3 separate regions of the Hordeum vulgare genome follow, and regions 2 and 3 are each linked to region 1. A link is a contact called in public Hi-C and HiChIP or PLAC-seq data. All regions are on one chromosome and are shown on one strand. The core of a region is the stretch at or near the end of the contact, and the rest is flanking DNA. Distances in the headings are between cores, read along the strand shown.

Region 1 (5,014 bases), core at 935-3,434:
TCGATCTAGGATGGGTTCTAGGCCGGCAGCCTGGGATAGCAAGGATGGACGTCGTTCTTCTTTTCTCGTTTGTTTTCATCCGTAGTCGGACCCTGCTCTTCTTCATGATGTTTATGTATTGTACTGATGTGATTCTGATGTAGCTTGTGGCGAGTGTAAGCCAATTCCATATATCTCATCTTTTCAGTACATGTATTTGTAACGATATCCATTCTTGTGAAATGACGAGATGCGCTTCTATCCCTGACGAGGCCCTCGTGCCAAATTGCGGATAGGGTCGCATCTTGGGCGTTACAGGCACACATAGTAAACGGTGCGCCACAAAATAGTGTGTGCGGTGTTAGTGTGCTCTCACACGAGTTATAAGGATGGGCCGTATGAGAAGTATGCCATATCTCAAACGGTTGACCGGTAACTCTCGTTTGCGATAGATGCGGACATCCCATACGCTTAGGTTTGCCAAACATTTGCGTTCATTAGTTATAATCGCCGACGGGTTTTCCGTGTCGTGTGAGATGGACCCCCTTATCACCCACACACGCTAGGCATCGGTTTAAAACCATGTCGTGAAAAGAGATTAAAAATCGTTTATATAGCACGTTGTTGCACCAGTGAATGTGTTGTCGCACCATTCCTTTTGTCTCGCAATATATATTACCGATTCAAGAAGAGTACTTGTCATCCTTGTTGTGTAGCTCGACCTAGCGGCGATCCTAGAAGCACACAAAGAATGGAGCTAAGTTGGGCCTAGGGGTGTTGAACTGTCCATAGTTCTCTAGTATGGCCCAAATAATGCATATGTGTGAGCGTCTTTGAGTGATTACACCAGGGCCACCGACCTCCTATGATTGGGCCTAGACCCTCCCTAGCACGATCTTAGGGATGCAACCATATCTTTGTATGCTTTCGGTCAAGCCGTTGATCCTTATATCTCTTGCATCTTCACGTTGTTGACCTTTTCTTTATCATGAACGATGTTGCAAAGTTCAACTCTAGATCAGATGTGATGACGTAGATACATATCATGAAGCATAGTCATCGATGTACATGGGATTTTTGATAATATCACTCGATATCATATATCTTGCAACGTTTTAGTATAACCTGGCAATCTTCTAATTTCGGACGCCAACTCGTCACTTACCTGTTTATGATGCAGGTGGCAAGGGGAACTCAACTATAGGCGTCACCGTGGATGACGTGAGTGTGATTCAAATCTTAGTCACTAATGAAGGTGGTCACTTTCCATCTATCTATTCATCATGAAGACTCCAACATTACATGTACTGCAACATATCCTTTTTTGTCTATCCATCTATCTGGAAGAATTGACCATTAAACTTTCAGTAACACTTTCGGAAATTACTTCTCCTCTAACCATCTATCTTGAAGATACAACCATTACATATGTTGTAATAGGCGTGGAAATTCCTTCTCATCTATCCAACTATCTTAAAGAATCGGTCATTACACATCTTGTAACGCATCCGAAAATCCCTTCTCATCTATCCATGTATCTTGAAAATCGACCATTATACATCTTGTAACACATCCCAAAATTACTTCTTACTTATCCATCTATCTTAATGACTCAATCATTACACATCTTGTAACCCATCCGGTAATTAATTCTCGTCTATCCATCAATCTCGAAGATTCAGCCATTACAGGTCTTGTAAGCATCCGGAAATCCCTCTTCGCTTATCCATCCATCTTGAAAAAACGTATCCGGAAATTACTTCTCGTCTATCCATTTATCGTGATGGCTCGATCATTACACATCTTTAGAAAATGCGCCGGTCCAACATACGCGTTTCCCGATCTTTCGCCATTCATTGCTCGCCAGTTACTTGTGTGCGTGAGCGGCAGCCCACAGACACCGAGTCATACGAGATATATACAAATATCTTTTTGTGCACCCCTTTCGGCGGAAAATAAATAGAACATATATTATTTCCCGGCCGTTTAGAGCCGCACGATGGGCAGATCGGACGGCCACGATCGCACCAGCATGGCGAAGTTGCGCCGCCTAGCACGCGATGACAGCGGTGCTTAGAGCGGCGACGTTGATAATTGCAGGCAGGCCGTTGCCCCTGGGGACGCGTTACAACTCCACTTCTTAACCGCAGTAATTAAAATCCAGTCGCGTATAAATATTAGCTGGAAAGAAGGCGAGCGGAAAAAAAACCCACAGAGGGGGAGGAGGTGACGGAGACGAGGAAGGAAAGGAAGAAAAGAGACGAAAGAGGGAGGAGGAGGGGATTGGGACTCGCCGCCACGCTCCAAATTCCCCACTGCTCCACCGCCTCCACTTCCCCGCCGCCGCCGCCACGAGTGCGGCGGGTACGAGCATCCCGTCGCCCCCTTCCCAAAACCCTACCCGCCCAATTCGGTCCGGCTCCGAGCTGTTGGCCCCGCCAGGGGGAGTCCCAAGCGGTGAGAGGAGGCGGCGGAGGGCCGGGGAGATCGGATCGGCGGGGGCGCGGGCCGGAGTAGCATTGGGCGATGGCCGCTTCATAGGATGCAGCTTTACTCCGCCGGCGGCCGCTTAGTCTGCTGCTGCTGCCGCTTCTGCTTCGGAGTGCGTTGCCGTGATCCCAACAGGAGCCTGGGCTGGTGCGGATTGGGCTGACTTCTTTCTGTTGCTGTTGTTGTTGGGCACTTGATCTCCGCGGGCGCTGTTGGGAGGTGGTTGCTTGAGGCGAATGGAGGGGACTGGGAGGGAGAGGAAGGCGGCGGGGCCGCCGTGGGCGCCGTCCAAGTTCACGGTGTTCCGGTCCTACGCTGCTGCGGTGGTGGGCGACCGGGCGGAGGCGCCGTACGCCCGGGGCAATGGGGTTGCCGCCCGTTCAAGCAATCTACGCGCCGTCAGGAAGAGGCCTGTACGTTTCCTACACCTTCCCCTCCCACGGGGCTAACAAAAGATGCTTGCTTGCTTGCTGTCCCTTTTGGAGCTATTCTCGTGCTCACCGTGCTGAATTTGAATTGTCAATTGGATTTAGCGATTCACAGTGGTCGTCGTAGCTGGAAATTAATTAGGATGAAACGCTGGTACGAAACCGTTACAGCTTAAGAAATCAATACATCTTAAACTTCGGTGACTTGAACTACTCGAATCAGAACCGTTCCTGCTGCTTGGACGCACGGTTCAGGCAACTATAGTTTGACCAGCTGGAGCAGTGTGGTCCGCTCAAATTGTATTTTGATTAATCAGAGGCAAACTTCATTTCTGACTGTTATTAGCATTACCAGTCATTAATCACACCTATTTTGTCTGCAAAGATCATTCACAGTGTTTAATTTCATATACAATACATGCTTCGTGTTGCTTGACTTGCTATTCCAATCCATCATTACTGTAAAAGAGATTCCAAGTATAAATGATTCGGAGATATTACGCAAGCGCACAACTAAAAGTGTGTCAGGATCCTAGTTGATATCTTAAAAAAAAAAATGGATCATTGGACAATGCAAACCTGCCTATACCATCCAACGAATAGTGCAATGCTATAAGAACATCCTTTAACACTGTTGCCGCTCTCAATTAGTGTGTTATAGGATGAAAAGATGGCGGTGCATTTATAATTCAGTTTGTTACCATTGTTCATATGCACCACATGCCCATACACCTCTGATATACCACTCTGAATCAACTGTTTTCCTGCAGATTGTCGCAAGATTGACCAGGGGCATCGTCCAAACTTTTGAAAAATGCAATCCTGAGTTTAATTTCTCAGATTCACTAAATCCCAAGTACTTCCTCACCAATCCTGCAGTTCCTGTTCACAATGATGGGCATGATAATGCAAATTATGATCTCATCTTGTATGTCAATTTGGAATTGGTTAATAAGAAGTCAGACCGGAGGTTAGTTTAGTTATTTTCCAATGTACCAGCTTTCACATTCTTGTTTCTTGTTGGTTACTTGCAGCATTTTTAGCCGCAACAAGTTGATTTTTGTAAGTTAGAAATATCTATGAATACTTGGAGGGCCTCATTATTTATGAGAATTAACAAGAAATCAAAGTATGTGAAGAAGAAATATATGCAAAATTCTCTTGCAATATTTGGTTTTAATGTAGAACTTGTTTGGTAAATAGATCTAGCCAGTTCAATTTTTTTCCACAGCTGCTCATCTCAGGGTTCAGATTGGTTAACTTATGATTCATCATTTCATTTCACTATTTTTTTTTTTTGGTAATAAGGTACATTGTCCAAGAAATGCTTGGCCAAGGTACCTTTGGGCAGGTTGCTAAATGCTGGGACGCAGAAACCAACAGTTATGTTGCAGTGAAGGTTATAAAAAACCAGCCTGCCTTTTATCAGCAGGCTATCGTGGAGGTCTCATTGTTGAGCATGGTATGGTAATCTACTTAGGATTTACTAATTTTGTTGAAAAAATTGGCATCACAAGACTGTTTTCCTGTATTTGCAGCTAAATGAAAAAATTGATCCTGATGATCAGCACCACATTGTCCGGATGCTGGATTTTTTTCCATGGAAAAATCATTTGTGCATCACATTTGAAATGCTTGGTCATAACCTGTAAATAACTTCCACTAAACCTGCCTTTACTATTATATTTTATAATATTCCCCATGTTAGTTTCGATTCATGTGGTAACATAAACTCCAACTTTGTAGGTACGAGTTGTTGAAAAAGAACAACTTAAGAGGTTTACAACTGCAATTTGTCCGTACTTTCTCAAGACAGGTAGGTGTCCCTTTTCTTATCATGCATATATTTTATATGTGTTTGTTGCCATATTACCTATGATGTATTACTTTTAGATATTGGATGCATTGATTGTGATGAAAGGTGCTGGAATTATTCACTGTGATCTAAAACCGGAAAATATCCTCATAACACCGAAGTGAGTTGCTTCCCATCAAAATAAGCACTTTGTTTGTACGCCTTCTGTGTGCTACCACTTTCAACAATGCTAAGTTCCATGACTGAGGTGACCTTTGTAGAGTAAAATCAGCAGCTGGAGTTAAAGTAATTGATTTTGGTT
Region 2 (5,014 bases), core at 981-3,480, 250 kb before region 1:
TATTCTATGGGCTGGATGATAGAAGAAAATTTTGGGGAAGCACTCAAGAGGAGTATGACAATTGAGGCTGGTATTATCTTTTGTGTGGAGAAGATGGAGAAAAGAAAGATTTTGCATAATAAAGCAAATACGGTTTCTGGTCGTCCGTCGTGGCATTTTTGTGAAAACACCCTTTCGTTTCTTCTAAATCAACCCGCGGTCCTTTGCAGTCCTTTATTAAGTTGAAAAAAGTTTCACTTTTAAAGAATCACCCCTCCCTCCATGATGGGCTCGAGCACGGCGTACTCGCGGGAGCTTCGGGCGCAGGTCGTCGGCGGCTGGTGCCGGCGGTGTCGAGGCAGAAGGAAGTCGGTGCTCCGCCGCCCCTCCTCCTCCTCTTCCCTCCCTCTCCTCCCCTCCTCCTCCCGGCCGCCCCTCCTCCTCCTCCTCCCTTGGCTGATGCGAGAATGGGCCTGCGCGCTGCCCCTCCCCCTCCTCCACTCGCCGAGGATAGTGCGGTGGCTTCACTCCGGCCGCCCCTCCTCCTTACCTCCCTGATGCGAGAATGGATCAGGGAAAGTGCATCACCAACGCGGATGAACCAGTCATGGCTATGGCGCTGGGCAGACACAGGTACAGGCCACCCTCGGGGAAGAGGAACATAGCCTCGTGGGAGGTTAGATACATGGAGGTGAGCGGGAGATCCAGAGGGAGTTAGTGTGAAGGGAATGAGTTGCAGGGGTCAGCCGGCGATGGCAACGTTCGCCGGACAGGAGGCGAGGGTGCAGGCGTCTGGCTCGAGGGGGAGGTGCAGGAGGCGACATACAAGCGTCGGAGTTGTTGCAGTGCGGCTGGCTATGTATGGGCTCCTAGCTGGCGGCGAGCCTGCGCGTGCGAGTGCTGGCTGGGCCTGTGGCGGAGGCGCGGGAGGAGGTCTGGTGGTGCTGGTCGATTGTCGATGGCGTACAAGGATGGTGGATGGAGAAGTGCCACTGTGTGGTCGGTGGAGAAGATAAGAATTGAGCGGTGGAAAAATAATTCTTGATGGGATTGAGTGCAACATGTTGCACTGTTTTCTCTGCTGCTAGATGTCTTTTTTTTGTAGAGCTAGATGTCGATCTCTGCTAGCATACACTCAATGTTTAAGCCTACAATATTTTAATCTTAATTATGAATACATTAATAGTTATAGTACTTAAAAGATGTGTGCCTCAAATATTAGAAAGATTTGTTTAAAAAATATTGAAAAGAAATACTATTTATTTATGGAAAATATATTTGGGGCTCACCTCTCGACTAACTAATCATCAATATATTCCTCGAGTCTGGATGTTTTCATGCCGCTGATGAGAGAAAGGATGAAGCGTTGAGAAAATACGACAACAATGCATCATGCTTGAAATGGGTCTCGAGGAGTGGTTGCTTCATATTTTGCCGTGCATGCTAGCTAGGGAGAGAGAGAGAAGCATGTGGTCATGCCTACGCCGACCATGTCCTCGGTCCTTTCGTGCACCACCTCCATTCCCGTGGCTACTCGCCTTCGTCATATCATCTCACCCGCAACTTCACATGTCCTAATCCTTATCATGTTCGACCTCTAATGATAGTGTCAAGGGAAGTAGCCGTGTTAGTGTAGTTGGTGTGCTCCTACTGCTGGCGGTAGTACAACAACAAAAAAGTATCAAGCATTGTAAATTCATTACTCTCTAATGGGCCATTTTATCTTTGAAGTGGTCAAGTAATAAATACAAATTCATGATAAGACGAGGAAGAATATAACAGATTGAGAAATAAAACTCACTATTTCACCATGATAGATAAACTGTCGAATATCATGTAAACCCTGAATTTTTTTCATACATATCGCAACGCACGGGTTCTTTTGCTAAAACGTTAACTTTTATTGAAAAGATAATGAAATTCCCACGTTTAATCATGTTATCAATGTTTATTAAAATGGATATTAAAAACTGATGTACAATGAGACATGAAGTAGGTTATGTCTATTTTTTCGCCCGATCGCACGTGCATTTGTACTAGTAGAATATGAAGGAAGGCGGTTCTGAAAAAATAAATAATCCAACCGTGACGATAATTCCCGATGGCGATCGACTTTCGGCGTTCCGGCCGACCAGCTGGTCCTCCGGCCCCCCGCTGGACTAACCCAACTCACCCAAAGCGGTGCGAGTGCGACCGCCGGGTGTGCGGTTCGGTTGACGCCAAGCACTCCTCCCAAATCCCGGGCGTGGATCGAGCCCGCGACGCCTGTTCTGTTCGTGCCACCTCGTGCTGTCCTATCACCCCTCTCTCATCAATCAATTCGATCGCAACAACAGCCAATCCATGGAATAATAAAGAAACCGGGGCACCTCACTGCGTGCGTGGCCGGTGGCGACGGACGGCGACCCCTGCCCTTACCTACGCTCCGGCGAGTCCGGTCGACCGCCTCCGCCACCTTTCGCCGCGCGGCGTGACCGAGCGTACGGGCTCGACGGCGCGGGAGGGCGGGAGGGATCGGCGATGAGCTTCGCGGATCTGGAGTCCGGGGCGCTGCAGGCGCCCAGGAGGGGGAGGGGCGCCGACGCCACGCGCGCGCTCGTCTTCCAGATCACCACCGCGGTGTCCTCCTACCGCCGCCTCCTCAACTCGCTCGGCACGCCCAAGGACACGCCCACCCTCCGCGATCAGCTGTCCGTCCTCAACCCCCTCCCCCTCTCGTCTCGCTGAACTAATCTCATCATGTGCTAGTTATTTGAAGCAATTTTGCCCATTTCAAGTTAGGAGCACATGGCTTGTGCTCTAATTGGTACTAGGATCGAGGGGGGCTAATGCCTTCACGGCATGCTGGTGTCACTTTCTGAATTACTTTGCGCTACAACGATTTCCTCAGGCAGAAGACTAGTCATAAAGTCCTGCAGTTGGCCAAGGATGCGAAGGAGAAGCTGACAAGTACTGCGGAAGCAGACAAGAGCACTGGAACTAGTGTCAGTAATAATTCAACACCTTCCTACGATACAAATTGTATCCCCTTCTTTTAGATCAATAGCAATATTTCTGCCAGGATGAGGCAGTTTAAGCTCGGTTAAGATGAGTGTCAGCTGTTTGTCATGATGCTCATGAATTTGGGTGTCACCTACAGGCAGACAAGCGGGTAGCTGACATGAAGCTTGCCAAAGATTTTGCTGCGACGATGGAGGAATTCAGGAAACTTCAGAATCTTGCAATTCAGAGGGAGATGGCATATAAGCCGGTTGTTACCCAGAGTGCTCAGCCAAGGTATTAATGCTTGTCCACTCTAATATCAATTCATCCACAAGTTTTATCTCATGTGTTTCATTACACTTGAACACCCACATTTATATGTTAAATGAGTTGCACAGTTCAGAATCTTAAATTAATTGGAATTACCACAGTTGTCATCCATTCTTTGGAGGCTATAGTGATCTAAACGATCTTTATATTTCTGTACAGAGGGAGTACATTTTACACATACTCAGACACTCTGGGACTATGGTGACACAAGTGTTTAAACAACTGATAATATACAACCTTACCCTTTAATCCTGCAAGGAGACTAGTTCGAACCCAAGACCTCCAGGCCACAAGTGGAGAGACTATACCGCTGTGCCAGCCCGCCCTCCCATCATTATATCGTTCCTCTTCAATTATATTTATCATAAAAGCTTTTCTCTTAAACTTTATTTCCAAGTGCTATAATAGCCAATCCACTAAGTATATCTTGTGTCATCGTAGAACATAAGTATGTACTCAAAATTTTAATTTTATATATGTTTTGGAGAAATTATAAAGAAATTAGTCAAAGGGAATACTGCTATGAAGAAAATTGAAGTTGTGGTTAATTTCACATGGATGCTGCTTGCTACACATGTGATTGAAAGAGGAAGACCATGGTGCGCTGCAATTAGAAGAGAAAGAGAAATGTGCAACTGAGATTGGACGAGATGAAAAGGGAGAGGCTTGCATGCGGTGGTCAGATACCCAGTAGTAAAGCTCATGTATTTATTGCATAATCTTAAATTCATGACTATTCTCATAATTATTTCTAATAAGTATAATGCATAGAAACAAATTGGGGGCCCTAGATATTTGGGGGCTCTGTGCAGGCACACATCTCGCACAGGCTCCCTTTACTGATCTGTCACATTCAGATATTAGTGGGGTGCATCTAATTCTAACCAGTCGCTAGTATTTACGTACTTTGTCCCGTTAATGGAGAGAAGGGGAAGACTAAATTTGGAATAATTGGATCATTTCGATGATGTTTTGTCTGTGAATCATTCTGACCATATTGTACCACTCTAGAAAACTATAACTTGATTGTGGCAATTTTCATGGGAAATCATGCCTGATACTACACCCTTAGCAGGGATGCTGTCTGGCTTATATTGACATTTTTTTCTCTGACTGATGGATTTAGTTTCGTATGCATAATCAAACATTTATTGTTCATTCTTGACTTCCGGATTTAAGTAGAGCAACTCCTCTCCCTTTTGGTATATACAGAAAATGCTCGTTTAACTAGTATAAGATAGTCTTTTCCTGTTCTCTGTAATTACCCTACTTTTTGCTTGCAATTTTGACGACGGCTTCTGCTAGTGATGCTGTTTTTCTGGCAACATAAGCTTTCTATTGTGCAGATTTGACTTGTTTAATATCCCTTACTGTTGTTGTGACCGCTGTGATACAGCTATACTACAAATGATGGAAGATCTGATTCTGATAAAATGCCTGAACAGCGAGCATTGCTTGCAGAACCAAACAGGTCAGTGTTCTCGTTGTCCTTTTTTGCTCTTCCTTCAAGTTCGTGGTAGGCTATTTGCTGTCAATGGCCTAGCTTTATTTGCTCACCACTATCTGTTCACCTCTCACATGGAAAAAATTCAGACTATTGTAGTTGCATTCTTTTTATACTTGATCGTGGATGTGATAGAACAGGCACTATGAACTTCTGAAAGATCATGTAAATACTCTGCAGTATTTAGTTTGTCTCGTAGACAGCATGTTGCTTCATGAA
Region 3 (5,014 bases), core at 1,791-4,290, 220 kb before region 1:
GGTAAAAGCAAAAGATATAAAGGTGATACGATACGAGGGCAACTCCCCCAAGCTTGGCAGAGGTCAAGGGTATTGCCCATACCAATGCTTAGTTGTCTTCCTTTGGTGGTGATGGTGGTGGAGTTGTTGCCTTTGATTCCCAAAGAGCTATCAATCTTTGATTTATACCTTTGATATTTGTGACATGGTTTCCCAGCAAAACAACTTCACGAGAAAGGGAAATATTGCGAGCACGAGTTGTTTCGCAAAACCTTAAGAGTTCAATCAATGATGGAGACAACACGTGGAGGAAGGGTTGGAGAAAATCTACTCCTTCAACGTCTTCAATGTTGAACATAGGTTGAACTTCCTCCCTAGCTTGGGTTTTCTCCTTAGCTTGGTCTCTGGCTTCCGTGACTTCTACTCTTTTCAGATCAGCATCTACTTCTTCATGAACTTGGTGAAGATCATTCTCCCCAACAGATTCCTGAGACATCTTTGCTCTAAATCTGCGGCAGACAACAAGCTCGAAACGAAAACAGAGGAAAACTGCGCGATACGGAGATCAAAACTTTCAAGCGAATATATATTGATTTTTTCTGGACCAGAAGGAGTGCTCCGCAAGAAAACAGAGTCCGGGAGGCACACGAGGTGCCCACAAGCCCTCTCTCCGCCACCAGGGGGTGGTGGTGGCCAAGCTTGTGGCCGCCTCGTGCGCTCTCTGGACTGCCTTTTATTTTTCTAATTTTCCAAAAATTCCAAAACGGAGAATTTTCCTATTGGAAAAGCATCGGAGTCCAATTTCTTGCCGAAACAGATACCTGCTCGTTTTCAGGGTCTGAAACAGGGTGATAAACATCCCTTATGTACTCCTGTGGAGTTATGACATTGATGATATTGGTCTCAACATTTATGGGAGTACCAGAGATGTAATGCTTGATTATTTGCCCATTTACCACTCTAGGAAAATTTCCTTCCGTGTTATTGATTTTGATGGCACCGGAACGATATACTTCCTCAATAACGTAAGGACCTTCCCATTTAGAAAGAAGCTTGCCTGCGAAGAATCTTAAACGAGAATTGTATAGCAGGACATAATCACCTACATTGAACTCTAGTTTCTGTTTTCGTTTATCGTGCCATCTCTTAACCTTTTCCTTGAGTGGCCATGTTGCCCTCGCCGCTGTCGCCCAAGCACACGCCGCGCCTTCCCGCAAGCGGCAAGGCAATGTGGTCGTGCAGGGCGGGAATCCGTCTGCCATCGCCGCGACGGCCCGTGCTCCGGGCACCAACGCCGCAGTGCGATCCCGGCTGACGGCGAAGAAGGCCGGCAAGGCCGCGGGCGTAAAGCGGAGGAAGGTTCCGGCTTCAAGGAAGACACCTTATTCAACCTCTGACTTCATCCCCCCGCAAGGAGGTGCTCTGGCGATGCCGTTCAACGATGCCGCTCCCACCACGAGCGAGGTGTTCGACGAAATGGCTGGAAGGTATGCCTCTTCAAGGGCGGATGTCTCTTGATGCATGCACGTGTGTTTCTCAAACCGCCAAGAGATATTGGCAAAGGATCAAAGATCAATACTTTCGCATTATGAAAAAGTATCCCAATAGGACTCCAAGCACATTTCGGTCGCTTCAAGGGCATTGGGAGAATATCAAGCCTATGTGCAGCCGTTGGGCAGCTTGCTTGGAGCAAGTACGCAATGCACCTCCAAGTGGCACCGTGGAGTCTGACTATGTGAGTTTGTTTTTTTCCTTTGTTCAAGTTATGCATCATCATAATGTATCATGGGAAATGATTGCATCACTTTGTTCACATTTTGTAGGACAAGATTGCTCAACATAGATACAAGGACATGGAAGCTTCGGAAGGCAAATTCTTCAAATTAGAGCATTGTTGTGAGCTGCTCCAAAAGTGCGAGAAGTGAAAATTGATCGACAAAGAATCCCCACCAAAGAGAGGCTCACTTATAAACATGGATGAAGATGAGGATGATGATGACCCAAGAAATTTGCACAAGCCCGATGGCGATAAGAAGACCGAGGGAGAAGATGAAGAGAGGACAAGAAGCAGCGAGCTTGAGGGAGAAGATTGATGCCATGGTGCAATCAAACAAGTTGATGTTGTTGAAGTCGTTGGAGATCAAGAAAGAGTTGACCGAGAAGAAGGCAAAAGAGAAGCAAGAAAAATGACAAATGCTCAAGGAAGAGGGGCTCCGCAAAGCTGCCATTGAGGAGAGAAAAGCACGCGCCTCTGAAAACAAATCGATGTCATTGTTGCTTGCCGAGGAGAACAAGAACATGTCAATGAACCGTAATGACATGGACGACCTCACCAAAACATGACATGATATGGCAAGGAGAGAGATTTTGAAGAGGAAAATGGTCGCCTCGGCCGGTCCGTGTTCCAGTTCCGATGATGTTTTCTCTGCTCCATATGGTGCCAATGTGGATGATTTCGGTGCGAGAGTTGGAACAAGCGACGGAGGTGGATTCGGTGGCGCCGATGAACTTCAATATGGACTCCATGGTGCGGAGTGAAGATCGACCCCCAAGATGATGCCGGACATGGGCGCAAACCTTTGCAATGCCCTCTTTTGTGTAATGAACTTCGCTTTCATTTGCGTCCAAACTGTTTATGTCGTTTGAATTTGAACTTGTTTGTCAAACCTTATATCAAATGCGAATTTTACAGTTTTTCTGTTTGCGGGTCGTCTCGGTGGAGCCGAGCAGAACCCGCAGAAACCGATACGTAAAAAAACATATTTCGCAAATATTTTTTTTTACGAATCCGTTTAAAGGATCTGCATTCATGTGAGCCCGCACCGACCGGCAAAAAAGATTTTGCACGAACTATAAACGCATTTTACGGACCGGCGGGATGCGGGGTTTGCTAGCTTTGTTCTAAGGGGAGTGCCGGGTCGGCCCGTTTCCATCCCGAGTTAGCGGTGGTACGGAGCAAATCCCAGGAGGAGGGAGGCCGTTGAGTTGATGGTGTGGTCGCGGGAGTAGTATATTTGATCCGGCACCTGCACGCTCACATGCCATGCCTGGCTTCCTGGTTTCGCTCCGCTTTCTGTTCTTTTCTCCCTTCTTGCCGCATTTATTATCTCTCTATCGCAAACACATCTCCATAGTCAGACACACACACACACGCACAGAGTACCACCACCACCACTACCCCAGCCCCCCTTCACACACAGAGACACACTCCGTCCCTCCCCTTCTTCCTCCGTCTCTTCACGCTCGAGGCCGGCGTGCCCGCCCTCCGCTCGGACCACCAGCACACTGGTAAGCTCGTGCCCAGTCAGGCAGCTAGTCTTATTTCCATTCGCTCATGGTTTCCTTCTCGATCGAGGCCCTCTTCCTCACCACGACTCGCCCCTCGTTTCCCCGGCCGCAGATCCATGCCGGAGCGCTCGGGCCGCTGACTTCTTGGCTCCCGACGCAGCCGCAAAGGTACCGCCGCTCCCCTCCCCTCTACATTTCGCAACAACTTGGCCCCTTTGAAATGCCGGCGCGACTCGAGCTCCAACCCTCCCCCCTCGAACCTTATTCCTGCTCCGTTCTATCTCCATCTCCATCGCCATGAAAAAAGCTGTCACCACGGCACCGTTCTCGCGAGACGAGAGGCCGTCGTCAGGTCGTCATCAGCCCGCTGCTCCGCGGCGCGGCACCAACGCCGGGGAGGAAAAGCCGCGAGCCAACAAACCCCGGGGCCTTTTCAGTTTTCACCTCACCTCTTTTCACCACCTCGCCCCCACACATCTTTTTTTCCTCAGGTCGTCGTCGCTTTCCGTCCCACAGTCGTCGTCCCGCACTAAAAGCTAGCGTAGCATAGCGAAGCTCAGCTCACAACAGAAAGCCTAGTACCACAGCCCATGTCCTCGTGAATCCCGTTTCTTTCCCATCCACCGTCCCAGTTCAAAATTCAAAGTTCAAAGTCCCGACGCCCCTCCGCACCACCACCACCGCCCGCACGGCCGCCAGGCCTCGACCGGCGAGCCCTCCCCCTGACGCGTCACCACCAGCCGTATCCATCGCCCTCCGTTTCCGTTGTGCGCCCATTAATCCCCGTCCGGACAGGAAAGATGCACCACGGATTTGCATCAGCCCGACGCCTCCGATTAGTAAACCAGTAAATGCACGCGCAATATCGCGCCGTCAATGCTTCCCATTCCCGCATATCCTCGCTGCTAGATTTGCTCCTCCGCCAGGCGAGCATAGCATAGTAGTAATTCTTTCTTTCTTTCTTTTTCGCTTTTGCCTTTGCGCACTGCTGCTGATGCGTCAATCATTATCCAGTAGCAGCATCTGAAAAGGCGCGATCGTTCGTGAGAGGGAGGTGGCGCGTCGCGGTAAACAAATTAAAGGGAGGGAGGGGCGAGGGGATTAAAATCTGCGGCCGTACTGACGGGAGCCCGCCTCCTTCTTCTCTTGCTGTTCGCCGGTCGCCTCGCCTCCAATCGCCGCCGCGTACGGCTCCCCGCGTTTTATTGCATGCAGCAGCGCATTTACTAGTTGGTTTTGAGATTGGTATTCGTCCGGCTCTGCTGCCCGTTGTGACGTCGTCTCTCTGGGGTTTCAGGTTCGGGTTCCACTGATTGTGCGGGTGGCGGGCGCCTGTCGGGGAGGAGGAAGATGAGGATGAAGACGCTGGCGTGCTGCCGGCGGCGGCCGCAGGATTTCAGCGTCGACATGGACCAAGAGCCGGAAAGTAAGCACATACCCCTATCCCTCCCTCTTCCTTCCTTCCTTCCTTCCCGGGAGACGGGAGTGTAGTACCATTTTTTGTTCAAGTTTTGATCTGTTCATGTGGTGTTCTTTCTTGGTCCTGTATTGGCGCCCCATTGTCCCTTTGAGGCAGTTTATTATGTCCGTTCGTATCTTGGTTACCATATTAACCTCATCAAGTGCATGAGTATAGTTGCTAGCTGTTGGATGCCCTGCCGTGTCTGCAAACCGCGGGCGCCCTGCCGTGCTGCATCAGGAGGTCCCAAATCCGACATTCAGAAATTAGGAGCTGTTATTTAACAGC

What was found. Hi-C and Micro-C count contacts between places; a contact is called where the count stands out from the background. HiChIP or PLAC-seq counts read pairs in DNA pulled down with a chosen protein or histone mark.
Region 2: a contact with region 1 is called in an H3K4me3 HiChIP or PLAC-seq map of embryo, with 5 times the contacts expected there. The contact joins the promoter of LOC123402163 here to the promoter of LOC123406225 in region 1. A contact is called at or near these places in 1 of 6 Hi-C or Micro-C datasets (leaf) and 1 of 1 datasets of contacts at active chromatin or transcription factors (embryo).
Region 3: a contact with region 1 is called in a Hi-C map of leaf, with 7 times the contacts expected there. The contact joins the promoter of LOC123401430 here to the promoter of LOC123406225 in region 1. A contact is called at or near these places in 2 of 6 Hi-C or Micro-C datasets (leaf and seedling) and 1 of 1 datasets of contacts at active chromatin or transcription factors (embryo).

What each region holds. Positions count from the first base shown.
Region 1 is chr6H:461,692,972-461,697,985 of MorexV3_pseudomolecules_assembly, reverse strand. LOC123406225 (dual specificity protein kinase YAK1 homolog) reads left to right here and starts at 2,184. Exons shown (of 18, transcript XM_045099712.1): 1 at 2,184-2,882; 2 at 3,668-3,867; 3 at 4,206-4,359; 4 at 4,436-4,545; 5 at 4,644-4,713; 6 at 4,791-4,873; 7 at 4,974-5,014. The coding sequence starts at 2,706.
Region 2 is chr6H:461,940,658-461,945,671 of MorexV3_pseudomolecules_assembly, reverse strand. It overlaps LOC123402163 (syntaxin-22-like), which reads left to right and starts at 2,230. Exons shown (of 7, transcript XM_045096042.1): 1 at 2,230-2,669; 2 at 2,870-2,963; 3 at 3,119-3,255; 4 at 4,688-4,762. The coding sequence starts at 2,500.
Region 3 is chr6H:461,917,340-461,922,353 of MorexV3_pseudomolecules_assembly, reverse strand. It overlaps LOC123401430 (rop guanine nucleotide exchange factor 14), which reads left to right and starts at 3,040. Exons shown (of 8, transcript XM_045095240.1): 1 at 3,040-3,267; 2 at 4,565-4,693. The coding sequence starts at 4,618.